Regions from separate parts of the Pan troglodytes genome. Here region 2 is linked to region 1. The links are chromatin contacts, called in public capture Hi-C maps. All regions are on one chromosome and are shown on one strand. Each heading gives the region's core, a stretch centred on a gene start, on an enhancer-like site or on the middle of the called end of the contact. The rest is flanking DNA. Distances are from core to core; before and after follow the strand shown.

What was found. Capture Hi-C pulls out chosen DNA fragments and counts their contacts.
Region 2: a capture Hi-C map of stem cell-derived neural stem cells shows a contact between it and region 1, with 4 times the contacts expected there. The contact joins two enhancer-like sites. A contact is called at or near these places in 4 of 7 Hi-C or Micro-C datasets (blood, induced pluripotent stem cells and stem cell-derived neural progenitor cells) and 1 of 1 other capture datasets (stem cell-derived neural stem cells).

Annotation. Positions count from the first base shown.
Region 1 is chr12:21,951,130-21,956,988 of NHGRI_mPanTro3-v2.0_pri, forward strand. It overlaps NPAS2 (neuronal PAS domain protein 2), which reads right to left. Exons shown (of 21, transcript XM_003309165.5): 16 at 3,194-3,340. Among named protein-coding and RNA genes, the nearest start is that of RPL31, 20 kb to the left of the region's middle. Within about 2 kb of position 4,167, at least 6 of the 24 cell types and tissues checked have an H3K27ac peak or open chromatin away from gene starts, as enhancers often do. A contact at or near this core is called in stem cell-derived neural stem cells, where this site is marked.
Region 2 is chr12:22,200,543-22,205,979 of NHGRI_mPanTro3-v2.0_pri, forward strand. No RefSeq gene overlaps it. Among named protein-coding and RNA genes, the nearest start is that of NPAS2, 87 kb to the left of the region's middle. Within about 2 kb of position 2,234, at least 6 of the 24 cell types and tissues checked have an H3K27ac peak or open chromatin away from gene starts, as enhancers often do. A contact at or near this core is called in stem cell-derived neural stem cells, where this site is marked.

The DNA.
Region 1 (5,859 bases), core at 2,917-5,416:
TATGAATGAATAAACATATGAATGGTGCTTTCACTCAGAGAAGGGCAAACTATGTCTGCTGGTGTTATTTATGTAACAGACTGTAACAGCAAGGTGTGCTACTCTGTCCCATCGATGTATATCCTCTGACAGTAGAAACCCTGTCCTGTTTATCTTTCTGTATCCTCACAGTGCTTAACCACGTGCCTGGTAAATAAAGGGTGTCTGTCGGATGGATGGACTAAAGGATGGATGGAAGGAAGAAAGGACGGGCAGAAGGATGTATAGAAGGGAGGGTGGCTAGAAGAAAGGATGGACAGATGGCGGCTGGATGGAAGGAAGGATGGATGGAAGGATGGATAGATGGTGGCTGGATGGAAGGACGGATGGAAGGATGGACAGATGATGGCTGGATGGAAGGATGGATAGATGATGGCTGGATGGAAGGAAGGATGGATAGATGGATGGATGAACCAGTTGAGGAACACGTCATTTGCCATTGCTACAGGTGTCCTTCTAGGCATTCCTTTGAGCAGCCAGCAGAGGGTGCGCATGCTCTCAAAAAGAGCAAGAGGCAGCCTTGGAGGGGGCGATGATGGGCCTTTCAGCACAACAGCTCTTGTCCAGGTAGCCCCATTTTCATGACCCCATCCAGGTGCAAACACCAACAGCCCTTCAGGACTTCTTCCTCATAACCCAACGTTTTTTTGAAAAAAAAAAAAAAATAGTAAGCATCACAGGCACATATAGCCTCGACGAAAGTTTTGAAGCAATGAAGTAAAGCATCACAAGTCCACTGAGGTTGGGATAAAGGCCACGGGGTGGGGGACTGGTTCCTGGTTTGCTGCTGGGCACAGCCGTACTTCTGTTTATCAACAATAAAGTAGAATTTTGTGGCTTAAGGAGATGGTGACTTAAAAGGGCTCTGAGGTCAACTTTATAGAAAACATAAAAAAAAAAAAAAGTTCTCCAAGTGGGAAAAGTTATCAGAGAAAACAAACCAACAACTTCTAATTTTCAAGAACAAACCAATCCTACACTCACAGATGATTTTTCATTAGTGTTATCTGCTTATTTCTACAAATACTTGTCATTACAGGACATTTTAGAAGTATACAAAATAGACAAGTAATATAATGAAACCTTGGCATCACCATTAGGCTTCAACAATCATCAGTGTTTTGTCATTCTTATTTTATCTATCCCTCTACTTTTGGGGGTGGGCTGGAGTCATTTCTACTTGCTTATTCTTCACACTTGAATCACACAGTTTAGTTTAAAAAAAACAAATATCACATTTTGGAACATATTTCTTTAAGTCTTACAAAAAAACAAGGCAGGCTCCTTGAGGAAATATCCTCTGTCTTGACTATCTGTGGATTTCCATGATCTCTGGAAAATTCCACTGCAAAGATAAAGCCTCAGGAATGAACACAGGGCAGGAAGGCACCGGAGGGTGCAATTCCCATGCCGGCCAGCTCAGAACGTCCCTCAGTGCACTGTGGCATAGGTACTTTGGGGTTAACCAAAGGCATGGGTCACAAGGAGGAAAAATACTTTGTTATAACAGGAGTGAAAGCGATAACCTTGCTGCCTGTTATTTTAAAATTCAGAAAAGGCAGGAAGTAGAAAAACTCCAGGCACTGAGGGGGATGTTCATACGCCTACCTCAATTTTAGCAGTTTCTGGCTCGATTTCCCCCTTCCTGTTAGTGTAAAAATTCCATTAAAGTAATTGGAGTCAGGCAAGCATCGGGCTCCCAGTCAGGCCCTGGATCAGTGAGAAAAATATTCCAGCTGGGAAGGCGTAAGTCAAAAGCCACTTTTTACCTATTCTGGTAAAAGGTGGAATGGCAGCTCGGTGACTCCATTTCTTTTCACGAGAAGGCCGAGCCTTTTCCTGGTCAATTTAAGGGTGCACTGAGGAGGTGGGGAGAGCAGCAGGGCTCTGGCATGGCCCAGGCTGTCTGAGTGAAGCCTGCTCAAGGCGCACACGCCGTGTCTTGAGGGGAGCAGGTGGGGAGGTGGCCTGTCCAGGGCGGGGCTCTTCTCTTTAAGGTGAGCAGCCACCTCTGAGAGGCCTGTGCAGGGGCAGGAAGGGGAGGGACAGTGAGCATCTAGAAAGCCACCAGGAGTGCCCCTGAGGGCCAGGCGGAGCTGCTGGGACCTCAGCGAGGCAGGATGGCCAAACGAGCATCTCCCTAAGCCCCCAGACACCTGCACCACTGCGTATTAATCTCAGCGTGCACCGGCTCAGGGCGCTGTGCCCCGACAGAACCCGCCTGTCGCCTATGGTAGGTGTGGCTGCACTTCGGAAGCTGTGTGGCCAGGGGAGGGTCTGCGTAGATGGTGATGGGGGAAGCAACAGGGACAGTGCTCCGGCAGAGATGTTATTTCTGCTTCTTTCTGTCCCTTCTAAGGGTCTCCAAATGCTTAGCGCTCCCAGGGCAGACGCCAAGGTTAGCTAGAGTTACATTTACAATCAAAGGCTGGGTCAGAATCAGGCACTTCTGAAGATACACAGTCCTGGACTAATATAAGTAAAACATCATGTATTATTAAGAGAGATCCAATACGTAAAGGTTTTCCTCCAAAACAAAACAAAAAACAAAACAAAACAACACCTCTCCAAACAATTCTAATATCTGGGGGTCACAGTGAGAGCTGCTGCTGCTAGGCCTTGCAGAGCTTCCCTGCTGGCACACCACAAATGGGGTGCCACCCAGCTCCCTCTGCAGTCCCCAGTAGGCTGTGATATGGATATCATCATTTCCCACATCTCCCTGGATGCCTGCGTTGGATGAGAAACAACAGAGCTGCGTCCATCTCCTCCTGATGGCAGCCTGGGCTGGGAGCTAGGAAAGCAAAGTTATAGAGGTGCAGGGAGGTACTACCCAGGACCGAGGCAGGCATCCATGCAGGGCAATCCAACGCCAAGTGCACAAGTGCAAACGGAGGTGGAGGCAGCGAGCAGATGTGTCTGCCAGAGTGAGGGGCGAGGGAAGAGGACATCAGGGGTGTGGCCTGGAGGCAGGGATGGGGACCGGGATTTGTTCCTTGTCCTTTGCAGAGACTGCAATATGCTTTCATAAGCAAATGGGGCTTGGCAGGGCAGTGCACAGGGCTTGGGAGGAAGTCCTGGCTGCCCGGAAATGGCGGCAGGACCCCTTCCCACACAGCAGCAGGGACAGAGGCCAGCCCGGGAAGGGGATCACCTGGACATTGGAGTCCTGGACCAGGCAGAGCTGCTCCTGGATCTTGTGGAGCTCTTCCTGTTGCCACCGGATATTGGCCTGCAGGATCCGCGTCCGCTGCTCTAGCTGGTCTTTGATGGTCTGGAACATGCTGAACTGTGCCGAAAACTTCAAGGTGGAGCCGAAAAACATAACCAGATGAAAGAGTTATTTCAGCCTTGCAGGCAGATCTTGCTGCTGCTCGGTCTGTACACTTCATTTCCGTCCCTTAGCCGTCTTTCCCAGCATCCCTAAGGAGCCCACGGCTGGGTCCTGGGCAGTGAACAGGGGCTGCAGATGAGGTCTGGGCATCCTGGGGGCCCCTGTGCCAGTCTTTCTCAAGCTGGCTATGACAGCAGGCCCGCCTGAATCTGCAGACCTGACTTACTGCCCTGCAGTCCGGGAGGGCCACAGAATTGGGACAGGATTTTGTAAGCAATGTTCACAAACTGATATTCCAAATTTAGAGAGATGAACAAATCGTTCTGGAGATGAATGTCAAAAGCAGGGCATCAGAGAGTCCCTTTTCCCCCTCATTTAGGGCATAGCAGTTTGTATGTGACAGCTTCACAGGCATTTTTGGGTCCGGTCATTATCCTAAATCTGATCCTGGCTCTCTCCAAAACAGCCTGGGATCACCAAGAACTTATCATTCCCCCTCACCCTCCCCTCTCCAGCCTTACTTGCTACTATGCACGTCTTGGAAATCTGTGCAAAAAACGAACAAAACAATCACCCAGTCTTTGCCCGAGGGCCCCCTCTCCAGTGTGACTGACCTCGGGGTAAAGACACGGTGATTGTTTTGGGTCTCCCCTTCCTTTGGACCCTTAATCCTTTCTGGGGAAGGAGGCTGGCCTTAGGAAACTTGCAGGTAGTCTCTGCCTCCTGTCCCGTCTCCCTCAACACAGGCTCCTCCGCTTCCAGGAAACACTGTTTGGGAGGGATGGCAGGAGGGGCCTGCAGCCCCTGCTCTGGGCTCTTCGGGGCTATGACTCCCATATCTTGAGGCAAATGAGTTTGCTAGATTCATTCTGTTTTTCTCTTTCTCCCTTTTTACCATGACTTAACCCCCATTCCCTCAATCTCTAGCCCAACAATCTCCCTAGTCTGTTTCCTGCCCGCTGTCTTTTGCAAATGCCCCCAGGGCCTCTCTCTTTTCCTCTGCCCTTTGACCTCCCAGACACAGGGAGGCAAGGAGAGCAGGAGAGTTGAGAAACAGGATGAAATAACTGAAAGCATAGCTTTTGAAGCAGCAAAATAATAATAAAAAGAACCAGTAAGAGTAAGAATAGCAGGTGCTGACATGTGCAGAGACCCTCAGGTGCCAGCTGCTGCCCCAGGCAAGTAGAGGTACGTGTGTTGTGCTTCTTCACGACGAGCCCATGCCACCCCAAGAGGCTGCACCCTGCTGGAAGTCACACAGCGAGATGGTGGCAGCACCAACATGTAAATCCCAAGTCTTAGGAGCTGAGCAAGGCCAAGAAGTTTTGCCCACAAGACACTCCCATCTTGACCAGAGTGGCTTTGACCTCAGACTTCCTTTAAAAGGAAGGTTCTGTTGCTACCCATGCATTTAAAAATACCTGTGCTGGGCCTGGGGTGGTGACTCATGCCTGTAATCCCAGCACTTTGAGAGGCCGAGGTGGGCGGATCACCTGAGATCAAGAGTTTGAGACCAGCCTGGCCAACATGGCAAAACCCCATCTCCACTAAAAAATACAAAAATTAGCCAGGCGTGGTGGTAGGCACCCGTAATCCCAGCTACTCGGGAGGCTGAGGCAGGAGAATTGCTTGAATCCGGGAGGCAGAGGTTGCAGTGAGCCGAGATTGCACAACTGCACTCCAGCCTGGGCAACAGAGTGAGACTCCGTCTCAAAAAATATATGTATAAACAAAAATAACAAAAATTAAAAAAAAACCTGCGCTATCCCAGACTCACAAAAATCCCAGTCAGATTGTGACTAATCAGACCACTCTGTGAGGATTTTGAAAGAGAATTCAACGGAGAAAGCAAACGAGCTATTCCAAGTATTTAACGAAACACAAAAGCTTCTCTGGCAGGTTCTACAAAGTCGGGAAACTCAGCGTTGCCCCTTCCACCTGCAGTGGAGGCGGCTCATGGGTGCCGAGTTGGCTTGGAAAGGGAGTGGCGATGGGCTGGGTTAGGAGATGGTGGCTGCCTCTCACGTTATTCGGATTTTTTCAAGGCCTCCCAGACACCCCATCATTAGGCCCTCCTTACCTTCTTGATGGTGATGTTTTTGATAAAGAGAGCTACTCTAATTTAAAGACATTTTAGAACCATAGTATGAAGAAAGAGGCTTTTTGGAAAACCACCAGTTACCCAGATAACCGCTCCTCAGATTTTGGATTTCATTTTTCCCTTCTTTCCCTGAAGGGTGAGGGGAATGAGAGAAAAATCCCAGAATCTCGTTGTTTCACATGAAGTGGGTATTTCACATGAAGTGGGAAGAACTGTGTGACTTGGAAAGTCAGTATTATGCAGGGATGTCTTAAAGAATATAGTTATTGGCTGGGCGCGGTGGCTCATGCCTGTAATCCCAGCACTTTGGGAGGCTGAGGTGGGCGGATCACCTGAGGTCAGGAATTCAAGACCAGCCTGGCCAACACAGCGAAACCCCGTCTCT
Region 2 (5,437 bases), core at 984-3,483, 250 kb after region 1:
GTCTAATATGCTACCCACTAACCAGATGGCTACTGAGCACTTGAAATATGGCCACAGTGACTGAGGAACTAAATTGATCTTATTAAAGTTTAAGTTAATTTCTTTTCTTTTTCTTTTTTTTTTTTGACAGAGTCTCACTCTGTCACACAGGCTGCAATGCAGTGGTGCGATCTTGACTCATTGCAGCCTCACCAACCCAGGCTCAAGCGTAGCTGGGATTACAGGCGCACGCCACCGTGCCCAGCTAATATTTTAATTTTTTTTGTAGAGCCTGGGTTCCACCATTGTGCCCAGGCTGGTCTTGAACTCCTGGGCTCAAGCCATCTGTCTGCTTTGGCCTCCCAAAATGCTGGGATTACAGACATGAGCCATTGCACCCAGCCTTAACTTAATTTCAATAGCCCCACGTGGCTAGTGGTTTGTGTACTAGACAGAATAGGTTGACTATATTTAATGTAATTATTGATGTGATTTGGGATTAATTTTACCATCTTGTTATTTGTTTTTAATTTTTAAAAATATTTTTCATCTCTTCTTTATCCGTTTTTTCTCTTTCCCTCCTGATTTTGTATTGAATTTATTTCATTATTTTACCATTGGCTTATTAGCTATATCTTTCATTTTGTTTTGTGGTTGTTCTAGGATTTATCATATTCTTCTTTAATTATAAAGTCTACCTTTAATTAATATCATATCGGCCAGGCATGGTGGCTTACACCTGTAAGTGCTTTGGGAGGCCAAGGTGGGAGGATCTCTTGAGCTCCAGAGTTTGAGGCTGCAGTGAGCTGTCATTGCGCCATTGCCCTCCAGCCTGGGTGTCATAGCGAGAGCCTGTCTCAAAAAAAAAAAAAAAAAGGAGATATCATACCTCCTCACATATAAGGACCTTATAATATACTTCCCTTCCCGACATCTTTTGTGTTATTATTATGTATTTAATTCCACTTATGTTATAAACCTCACAATATATTGTTATTTTTACTTTAAACAATTACCTTTTAAGGAATTTTTAAAAATTATAATAAGAAAAAAGTATTTTTATTTTTATTTTTTATGGAGATTGGATCTCCCTATGTTGCCCAGACTGGTCTTGAACCCCTGGGCTAGAGGAATCCTCCTTCTTTGGCCTCCCAAAGTGCTGGGATTGCAGGCATGAGCCATGGTGTCCAGTCTAGAGTATTTTTATTTATCACATATTTCAATTTTCTGTTGCTTCTCGCTTCTTTGTGTAGATCCAAGTTCCCATCTGGTATCATTTTCCTTCACCTTGAAGGACTTTATTTACCACTTCTCATGGTGCAGGGCTGCTGATGAAGAATTAGCTTTTTTTTTTTTTTTTGTCTGAAAGTCTCCAATTTTTTTTTTTCATTTAGAAGATATTTACCGGGTATATAATTCTAGGGTGACTCTTTTTTGTCATCTTAAAATACTTTGTTCCAGTCTCTTGTGTTCTTAATAATTTCTTACTAGGCATTTACTGTGATTCCTGTCTTTGTTTCTTTGTGTGTAGTGTCATTTTTGCCTGGTTGTCCGGAAGATAATCTTTCCAGGACTCGGTTTCAGGAATTTGATTATGACGTTCACCTGGTGTCGTGTTCTTTGTATTTATCCTCCTGGGCTTGGTGATCTTCATGGATCTCAAGATTTATAGTTTTTGCAAAATTTGGAAAAAATTATTTCTTCATGTATTTTCCCCTCTACATTTTCCCCTTTTTTTGGAATTCCAATTGTGAATATATTAGACTGCCTGATTTGTCTCACAAGTCACTGATATTTTGTTCATTTTTAAAAGTTTTTTTTCTCTTTCTATTCTACATTTTGGATAGTTTTTTGTTTTGTCTTGTTTCTTTTTTTGCTACGTCTTCACCTTTGGGTTCACACCTCTTTTCTTCTGCAGTGTCTAATCCGCTGTTGGTCCCATCCAGGGCAGGGGGAGAGACTCTGCAAAGGTACAGAGATAGGCAGCAGCCGGGGGGCTCTGGGAACTGCAGCGTCCCCTGTGATCTCACCATGCTCAGCTTCAGCTCAGCCTCAGCTCAGCGGCAGGGAAGAGAAGTTCTGTATTTTGACCTGCTGCAGGGAGTCCTTTCAGGCAACTGAGTGGAAATGCAGCCATTTCTCAACTGCGAACTCTCCCTAGAGAGTCAAATTCTCTTCCCTTTTGTAGTGCAAGGGAGTAGTCATCTTCCTATCTCTCATGAGGCAACCTCCCACTCTCGCCTAATTGGAAATATCTCCTGGTCCACACAATGCCACAGCTGGCAGCTCCCCCCGCCTCACCCCCACCCCGTTCCCTCCTTGCAACAGAGCTGCTTCTCTAACTGCTGTGAATGATGAGGAAATCTGAGCCACGTGAAAGAAGCATAGGAACCTATGCCAAGCCCTATTGTGCCACTGACCTTCGGATTTGAATGAAATTAACAATTGCCTAATTAATTGAGTTCTGATAATTTCTATCAAGGCACTTTAAAGTGATGGGCCCCAAGAATTCATCCTGGGGATGAGGTAAAGGCAGTGTCTTTTTATTCAATGTGCAAATTATTTGAAAGTCTCTTCCACGTGATTCAGTGTCTTCGATGACTCATTTATAATTTTTCTGCAAGGGAATGTTAAAGACGGGGCCAGTGACCTTCCAGAGAAAGTGCTTTACTGCTCTTCTGAGACCTTTTAGCACCTATACTAAATGAATGCCAGTGCAGGAGCTTATGTGTGGAAAGACTCAATTCCATGAAGGGCCCTGTTAAAAATATGACAGTACCCAAACCCTCGTGACCCCAAACCCTCACAACCCTGTGCTTGCAGCAAAGCAACCGGGAAAGGTCAGCTCACCCTGGCTCATGTTGTTGTCAACTCTCTGAATTTAGGATTTCGAACTAAAGTTAGAAAAGTGTGCATTGCTTTGTGTAGTCAGTCTCTTTTCCAGAAAATACGTTTTGATTTTTTTTTGGTAGATAACATCATTTTCAGCTGACACTAGGTGAATAATTTATATTTAATAAATTCATTTAAATGGGTACTATAATGAACGAATTAACACGATGAGCGACAGAAGAGGCAAACAATGTGATTTTTGTGATCGAGCATTTAGAAAGGTTAAACTGACAATCTTGACGCTTATGGAAGTTAAATGGTCAGGTGCTGGGACACTTCGTAAGAGAACTGGCCAGGTTGGGGAGAAATTGAGAACACTTTGGAAAATGGAGACGTAGGTCCCAGACCTGCCAGTTATGGGCTAAGGAGGCTTTGTGAATCACTTAGTATTCTAAAGTTGTGGCCTCTCCCTTTGTAAAATAATTTTATCTGTTTAATAGGGTGCTTGGAAAGTTAAATGCCAAAATAAATGCCATGGTACTTTATAAGCTGGAAAGTCCTGTTACTATTAAGAGGGGCCAGATTTCAAAGAAAGCAGAGGCTTTGTGGGCTGCTATTGCCCCAGAAGAGGATTTGGATGTAGAGAGACTGAAGATTGGTTGAACCTTGGAGAGGCCACGGAGAGGAGGAAGAACGCTCACTAGAAAGACGGCATGACTGAGGAAGTCGGTGGGAACAAGCCTGCTTCTCCCATGGGAATGTTTCTAATCCTTTACTGTGGCCACCCTTCGCCAAACTCTGCGGAGGGAGATTGCAAGCTGACCCTACCATGGTGCAGCATTTGGACCATGACTGTCTGGGGGCATGAAGTGCTTTGTGATTTGGTTTAAGGGTGAAATCAGTGGTTCCAAACATTGAGCGCACATTTAAATCACCTTGGAACATTGCATTGCAAGAATGCCCAGTTTCCATCCCTGAGCTGCACTAATCAGACTTTCTGGGATGTGACGGTTTGGGTGATGTCATTTTCATAGATTTAAAAGTGATTCTGAAGAAAAGCAGGGATGAGAACTGCTGTTGAGTTCTTGATGTATGGATTGAGAAATTCGTTCTGAATCGAAACACCCTGTCATCCACTAGTTAAGAAAAATTAACTCTGTTTGCTACTGGTCCCCAAATGGGGCCAGTTGGGCTCTTATGGGAGGGCCCAGGAAATCTGAAACCTTGTTAGTGTACTCCAGACTTCTGCCTCATGCCTGTGTCCTTGGAAACCTAGGCTCCTCCTCTTGCCCTGTGATCCCAGGGGTCCGGCAGGTGAAGGTTTCAGCCATGTTTCACAGTGGGACACCTGCCATGGCTCACAAAGTTGTTCACTGTACGAATTCTGTGTAGTGTCCACTCATGTCCTCACTGCCCACACCAGCCCTGCCCAGCTGTCTACATGAACCCTGGCAGGACTGAGGGAGGCAACTGAATCCAACCATCCTCACACAGGACAAAGCTATTGTTATGACTAACAATAAGTCACTCTCTTTCCATCTTAATTGCATCAGATCTACTGTTATTTAAACATTGTGTTTATTGTCCTCCTCCTCAAGTAGAAAGTAAGATTCATGAGAGCAAAGATCTTTATTGTGTCACTCACTGCTATGTTGCCATTGCCTAGAAAGGTGCCAGGCATATAGTAGACACTTAATTTACACATGATGCATGAATGGATGATGCAATAGCACCCATTTATGGAGTACGTATTATGTGCCAGGCTCTATATCACTTCACATGTATCATCATGTTTAATTCTCACAACAAGCTTAAGAGGGAGGTGCTACTATCTGTTCTCATTTTAGAGAAGCGGAAATTGAAATTCAGACAAGTTTACACACCTGCCCAAGGTTACACAGGTAGGAAGAAGCAAAGCTAGGACTTGAACCCATGACTTTTCAACTGCAAAGACCACGATCCTAACTATTATATTATACTCATTCCTCTTGCCAGGTATGGTGCAGGGACATGTATTTAGCAAGGACTGGCTGCTTATCTGTCAGCCAGTCAGAATCTGGTTGACTCTGGCACTGAGTAGTCATGTTAGTGGCACAATCTCCAGGGAGAGTTATTGCAATCTAAGGGCTGAAAAGGAAATAGATTCCTATACCTTACTCCCCAAATCCAAGGTTCTTCAGGACATCTACTGCAATGCTAGATAAGCTTATTGACTTTTTTTTTTTTTTGAGACAGAGTTTCACTCTTGTTGCCCAGGTTGGAGTGCAATGGCGCAATCTCGGCTCACTGCAACCTCCGCCTCTCGGGTTCAAGTGATTCTCCTGTCTCAGCCTTCCGAGTAGCTGGGATTACAGGCATGCACCACCACGCCTGGCTAATTTTTGTATTTTTGTAGAGATGGGGTTTCTCCATGTTGGTCTGGCTGGCCTCGAACTCCCAACCTCAGGTGATCCATCCGCCTCGGCCTCCCAAAGTGCTGGGATTACAGGCGTGAGCCACCGTGCCCAGCCAACTTTTTTTTTTTTTGAAGTTTACCCTAGCAGCATATTGAAAGGGCCAAGGTGAGATCAAAGTATGTCTCTCTTGGGTAGTGAGACCCTGAATGACTTTTATTTTACCCTTTATA